Linked DNA regions of Arachis hypogaea: region 1 is linked to region 2. Evidence: chromatin contacts called from public Hi-C data. All regions are on one chromosome and are shown on one strand. The core of a region is the stretch at or near the end of the contact, and the rest is flanking DNA. Distances in the headings are between cores, read along the strand shown. Region 1 has its middle 11 kb from the start of LOC112695225. Region 2 holds the start of LOC112695208 (transcription factor MYB1R1).

Region 1 (3,158 bases), core at 464-2,963, 37 kb before region 2:
AATTAGCAAATTGATTTATTAAAGACGAAAATAGAATTAACAATTCACAATGCAACCATAGAAATTCCTAAGGTCTATCTTGGATGTTTCTCTTTAATATATATATTATTTTTATCAATAAAAATTTAAAATATTGATCATTTATCTATAAATAAATAAAATTAACTTTATATACATACAAAAAAAAACGAAAATTTTTATATGACAAACATATGCCTAGACGTTAATTTTATTAATGAGTAAATTTTATTTGTCGGTATTTTAAATTTTTATATATAGAAATAATAATTTATTTATCTTTTATAAATACAAAATTAATTTTTTTAATTTATGAATAAATTTCCATAAGTGTAAAATGATCATTTATTTCATATATATGAAAATTATTAAATTACAACATTTCCCTTTATTTATACTTTACATTTAAATCAACACTTACCAACTAATTTTCTATTTTTTTACATTAAAAATATTACCCGATAGCATTTCTGCGTATACACAGTTACACACACACGCTAAATAAAAGTACATGATTAAGCGTGTTATAAATCAAAGATATTTGTGGCACAACAATTGTTTATAAAAGGTATTTTTGAGTGATTCCGTTTAGATCGCACACTAATAATCGACCTACATACTATATACAAACACAATTCTTTTCTTTTTTCTAAAATAGATTTAATTATTCTATCCCTTTTTATAATTTTATAGATAATTCTTTTCTGTATTAAAATATTAAAATTAGTTAAATATTATTTTTAAAAAATACGTATTCAAATATTTAATTAAATTTTTAATTATAAATATTTTATTTTATAAAAAATATTTTATTAAATTTAATTATAAAAGTTAATAGATTAATAAAATAATTAAACCTTACAAATAATAAGAACTAACAAGAGAGATGAAAAATACGTGAATAAGAGAATAATGGAAGACTAGTGGAACCCCACAAAGCCTTATCCGAGGCTTATCCTCCACTCGCAGTAGCACCCCACCAACAACAAAGGCAACTACCATTAAATCAATCATCATATCATATTATATCTTCTTCTTTTTTCATATTTATACAATTTTAATTTTTTATAAAATTTGAAAAGAAAGGAAGATGTGTACCTATGTCGGAAAAAATCTACCCTTGATCCCCTTTATGGCCAATATTAACGAATATTGTTTGCAAACCCACCGGTGCACACACCATCTTCTATTCTTTTTTCACATAAATATTATATTTAATGTAATCCTTTTCATTATGTGATCATTACAACTATATACTCCCTTTTTTAACTCTTTTTATCGTTATTTTCTCTAAATAAGTTTTTATACTTATAAAATACTCCTTTTTTATTTTATTCCAGCAATAATTTAAAAGGTCTTAATTTTAGTCTTATTATTAATTTGTTTCATTAAATATTAATGTCACAAATTAAATACTCAAATATATAAAAAGTTTGAAATATTGACGAGACAAGACGTAACACACATCAGTATTTAATTTGACATGGCAAAACATGAGCTAAAATTAAAAAAGTTTTAAAATTTTATTGGAAAGAAAGTAAAAAAAAATTATAAAATCTGAAAAAAAAAAGTGAAGGACCACTACTTATTTAAATATTTAATTTTTTTAATTAAATACAACATTGTGTGCAAACCTATGGGCAATAGCAACTAAGAAATATATATTAAAATAACTAGCTAGGGGGCAACTGATATCATTATTATTTTTTAAGTGTAACTGCAAGTAGTAATAAGATAATTAATATAACCACAAAAAGATTAGGGTGCTGATCAGGTGGGATTAATTTAATGTCTGGTTGATGTGCACATTTGATGTTAAAATATAAAGTAGTTTAAATAATGCCAAGTTGGTGATAACATAGTGTAAGGTTGACCATTGATCTGATAGATAATGATTTAAGATTTAAGCTTCATATATTATTATGCATGCATGTGGCCCCTAATCCTTTTATTGTGCTCTCAGTTTTGATAATAATAAATTAAAAGATAAGAAGCCCATGTGTTAAGGTTCCTCTAAAGTTTCAATAGTGGAGTTAGCGAAATGGTTGCTAGTGTAATCTTGTCTCCTACACATTTTAATTTAGATTAATATATAGTTAAATTCGTTTATGAAAAATTATTTATTTTTTAAATTGATCTTCAAAAATTAAATTAGTTATGTTAGTCATTAAACAATAAAATATAAATTAAATTGATCTTTTTATAAATTAGATGATAACGTATCATATATTAAATTTTTATATTTTTAATATTGTTAATTTTAATATTATTTTTTAAATTTTAATAAATATTTTTTTTACATAAAATAATAAAAATAATTAACTTATTACAGAGTTTATATTAGAAACAAGAGACTAAACTGGAGAAAGAATGATATATTATTGAGTGTGTTCAAGTTGTCTACTCAAGTTATCTAGAATGATACAATATAAAAGGATATTTATAGGTACTAAGAGAATCGTAATAATAAGGACGTAATCTCCTATAATAAATATTTAGATGTACTAAATAATACTAATTGATCCTAATAATATTCTAACATCCCCCCTCAAACACAAGTGACAACTTGAGTTTGAAACTTATTTAAAACAACAAAATAAAGAGAAAAAAACTGCATAAATTGATAAAACGGGTGTAGACGAAACTGCCGGAAGGAAGTGCAGACGGAACTGCCGCTAATTTGAAGGAAGCGCAGACGGAACTACCGCTAGTCTGAAGGAAGCGCAGACGGAACTGCCGCTTGTCTGAAGGAAGCGCAGACGGAACTACCGCTAGTCTAAAGGAAGCGCAGATAGAACTGCCGCTTGTCTGAAGGGAGCGCAGATGGAACTGCCACAAGAAACAAGAAAACACAGACGAAACTGCCACGAGAGAAGGCAGACGTAACTGTCACGAGAAAACGCTGACGGGACTACCACGAGAGAATGCAGATGTAACTGCCACGAGAGAACGCAGAGGGAACTGCCACGAGAGAATGCAGACAGAACTGCCACGAGAGAAGGCATATGGAAATGTCGGAAAAGAGCGAAAACCATATGATTTCTTCATGAGAATAGGTAAGCAGCGGATGACAATTGTGTTTGATCATACGACTCGAAAAAAAACACAAGACAGAAAAAATAGGCTAGTCGGTGAGGTGA
Region 2 (3,248 bases), core at 218-2,717:
AACTTTTAACTAAATTAAATTGTATTTATTATTATTAGAAAGGGTAAGAGAGAGCAGTAGAGAAAAGATTTGTGTGTATTCAAGTTGTGTAGAATGATATAATATAGAAGGGTATTTATAGGTGTTAAGAGAATCGAAATAATAAAGACGTAATATCCTATAATAAATATTCAGATATGTTAAATAATGCTAATTAATCCTAATTATACTCTGATATCCCCCTCAAACTTATTTGAAACAACTAAATAAAAAAGAATGCATATATTGATAAAAACGGATGCAGATGGAACTGCTTGAAAAAAGCGCAGACAAAATTGTCAGAATGAAATACAGACGAAACTACCGGAAGAAAGCACAGACAGAATTACCACAAAGAAACGCAGACGGAACTGCCAAAAGAAAACGCAGACAAAACTGCTAGAAGGGAACGCAGACGGAACTGTTGTAAGAGAACGCAAACGGAACTGCCGCAAGAGTGGCCAACTGCTGAAAAGATGGCGAACTACTGAAAGACTGCTGAAAAGTGACAAAGTGCAAAAAGATAACAAACTATCGGGAGGTGACGAAAAACATATGGTTTCTCCAAGAGAATAAGTAGTGGATGAGTTAATTAGTAATGTTAAAAAAGCATCAAAGCAATGAAAAAAGAGAAAGAAAAAAATGGCGCAGAAAAAAAGTATGAAAATTACGTTGATTTCACTCAAAGAAAATCAACTTATTCTACTCAAGGAGGATACCATGGCAGGGAAGATAGAGCAATAAGAAAAAGGTTTGTAAGTATTCAAGTTGTGTAAAATGATACAATATAGAATGGTATTTATATGTGATAAAAGAATTGAAATAATAAAGACGTCTTATAATAAATATTCAGATATGTTGAATAATGCTAATTGATCATAATTATACTCTAATAATTATATTCAATTAATTAATATACATAATATTAAATTGTGTGATACTTAAATATTTAATCAAATCAATTAGTTGATATAATTAGTCTATCGTAATGAATTGTATTTAATGAGTTAAAAGAAATAAATCAGGAAACACTCTTCAAAACATGTCACGCCAACTTTATCATTAAGTGAAAAAATCTGATTTTTATATAATAGAATAGATAGAATAGATATTTGATTTTAATTGTAATAAAAAATAACATGTGACATATTTTGATGGTAAAATTAGTAATATATAATAGATTATTACAGTTTTTATTTTTAAGTTTAGAGAGAAATATTTGATTTTAATTGAGAATGGTATGTGGCATATTTAAATTATAAAATTAGTAATATAAAATAAATAGATTATTACTGTGTTCATCTTTAGTTTTAGAAAAAAAAGATTTAATTTTAATTATAACAAAAGAATGATAGGTATATATTTTGATTGTAAAATTAATAATATATAATTAATTTTCATAGAGAATAATCCTAAAATTTTATTTGATCTGATAATTATTATAAAATATTTTCTAAATTTCTGAGTCCACATGGTTGCCACCTCATCTCCATTCTCAACCTCTCTTATATTAAACACAGCACGCACCACTATCTCCCAGATTCTCTTCTCTTCTCTCTCTCTCTCTCTCTCTCCACCGAGTCACTGACTCGTCAAGTACGGAAGCTCCGATTCCGCCTCGAGTCCAACTCAATTAGCTCGATCGAAGAAGATGTGTAGCACCTTCGCCGCCGCCGCAGACTCCTCCATCTCCGGCGACGGTGACTCCCCCGCCGCCGGCGAGATTATGCTGTTCGGCGTTAGGGTGGTGGTGGACTCCATGAGGAAAAGCGTCAGTATGAACAATCTGTCGCAGTACGTGCATCCTCAAGATGACTCCAACAACAACAAAGACGCTGCCTTCTCCGCCACCGGTTACGCGTCCGCCGACGACGCCGCTCCTCTCAACTCCGGCAAGAACCGCGAGCGCGAGCGCAAGCGAGGTTCGAAATTTCAATACCACGCATATATAAATTTCTCCGATCGATCACTGATCTCTGTAAAAAGTTGATTCACATGATAAATTGATAATCAATTAGTGTTGTTGAATGAATTGTAAAATTGATACCTATGGTTATTGATTATTCTGGTGATGAGAGTGAAACTGAAATTGCGATCGGAAACTTCAGGTGTTCCCTGGACGGAGGAAGAGCACAAGCTATTCCTGGTGGGATTGCAGAAGGTAGGGAAAGGTGATTGGAGAGGGATCTCTAGGAACTACGTCAAGACTCGGACGCCCACGCAGGTCGCCAGCCATGCTCAGAAGTACTTCCTCCGCCGGAGCAATCTCAACCGCCGTCGGCGCAGATCCAGCCTCTTTGACATCACCACCGATTCGGTAAAATAATCTCCTCTCTTTTATTTTGTTCTGGATTCATGTTTTGGTTAGTCATCAATACAGTATTGAGTGACATTTAATTCTGAGGTATTTCTTTGTTTGTATTAATAACATGTGGTTTTTGTTCAGTAAGAGCACATGTTAGCTAAAACCATTATTATTTTTTGTTCTTGGTGGGGTCGGGGGTCTTGTTTATTTCATTATGGAATTCTTTTGTTAATTGAAGGGAACTAGGGAGATGTCTAATCTAAAGGGGAAATAGGGGTGGTTTAGGTTCTTGTGGGTTCCCCAGGCTGAGATTGAAAGAGTTGACTTACTAATGGGGTGTGGAGAAACATATTATTCATGATCTTATTAATTTTTGTTTTAGGTCTCTTCGATCCCAATGGAGGAAGAACAGATCCAGAACGGAGACATTGTGCCTCATTCACAGCCTCTGTGCCCTGCAGCCCCTGAGAATAGCAACACCAATGGATTTCCAATGGTGCCCGTGTATCCGTTGGGGGTTGGTCCAGGTGTGATTTCATCAGTCGAAGCTGGGAATCCAATGGATGAACTAACTCTAGGACAGGCAAACATGGAGCTTAATGCGCAAACCAAGCTACTCCATCCGATTCCTGTTGCTTCAAATCCTAAAACCTGCACCGTGTCTGATGTTGCCTCCGGCTCTAATTCGCCCCTCGACTTGCCAACACTGTCCCTGGGACTATCCTTCACATCTGATCAAAGACAGACTCCATCAAGACATTCGGCTTTCCATTCAATTCCGAGTTTAAATAACGGAGATAGCGTCATAAGTGTTGCTTGATAGACATGATGTCTCTCATGGTTATTATAAAGTCCATGTCTAGAGCATCTTGGATTCACAGATAGAAGATGTTTTATTATTGGGATAAGTTAAGAGAAAGATGTT

The links. Hi-C and Micro-C count contacts between places; a contact is called where the count stands out from the background.
Region 1: a contact with region 2 is called in a Hi-C map of an unstated tissue, with 2.7 times the contacts expected there. The contact joins the enhancer-like site here to the promoter of LOC112695208 in region 2. A contact is called at or near these places in 2 of 8 Hi-C or Micro-C datasets (leaf and an unstated tissue).

The regions. Positions count from the first base shown.
Region 1 is chr1:77,954,401-77,957,558 of arahy.Tifrunner.gnm2.J5K5, reverse strand. No RefSeq gene overlaps it. Among protein-coding and RNA genes, the nearest start is that of LOC112695225, 11 kb to the left of the region's middle. Within about 2 kb of position 1,713, at least 2 of the 3 cell types and tissues checked have open chromatin away from gene starts, as enhancers often do.
Region 2 is chr1:77,917,329-77,920,576 of arahy.Tifrunner.gnm2.J5K5, reverse strand. It overlaps LOC112695208 (transcription factor MYB1R1), which reads left to right and starts at 1,467. Exons shown (of 3, transcript XM_025747465.2): 1 at 1,467-1,940; 2 at 2,127-2,335; 3 at 2,706-3,248. The coding sequence starts at 1,670. The coding sequence ends at 3,143.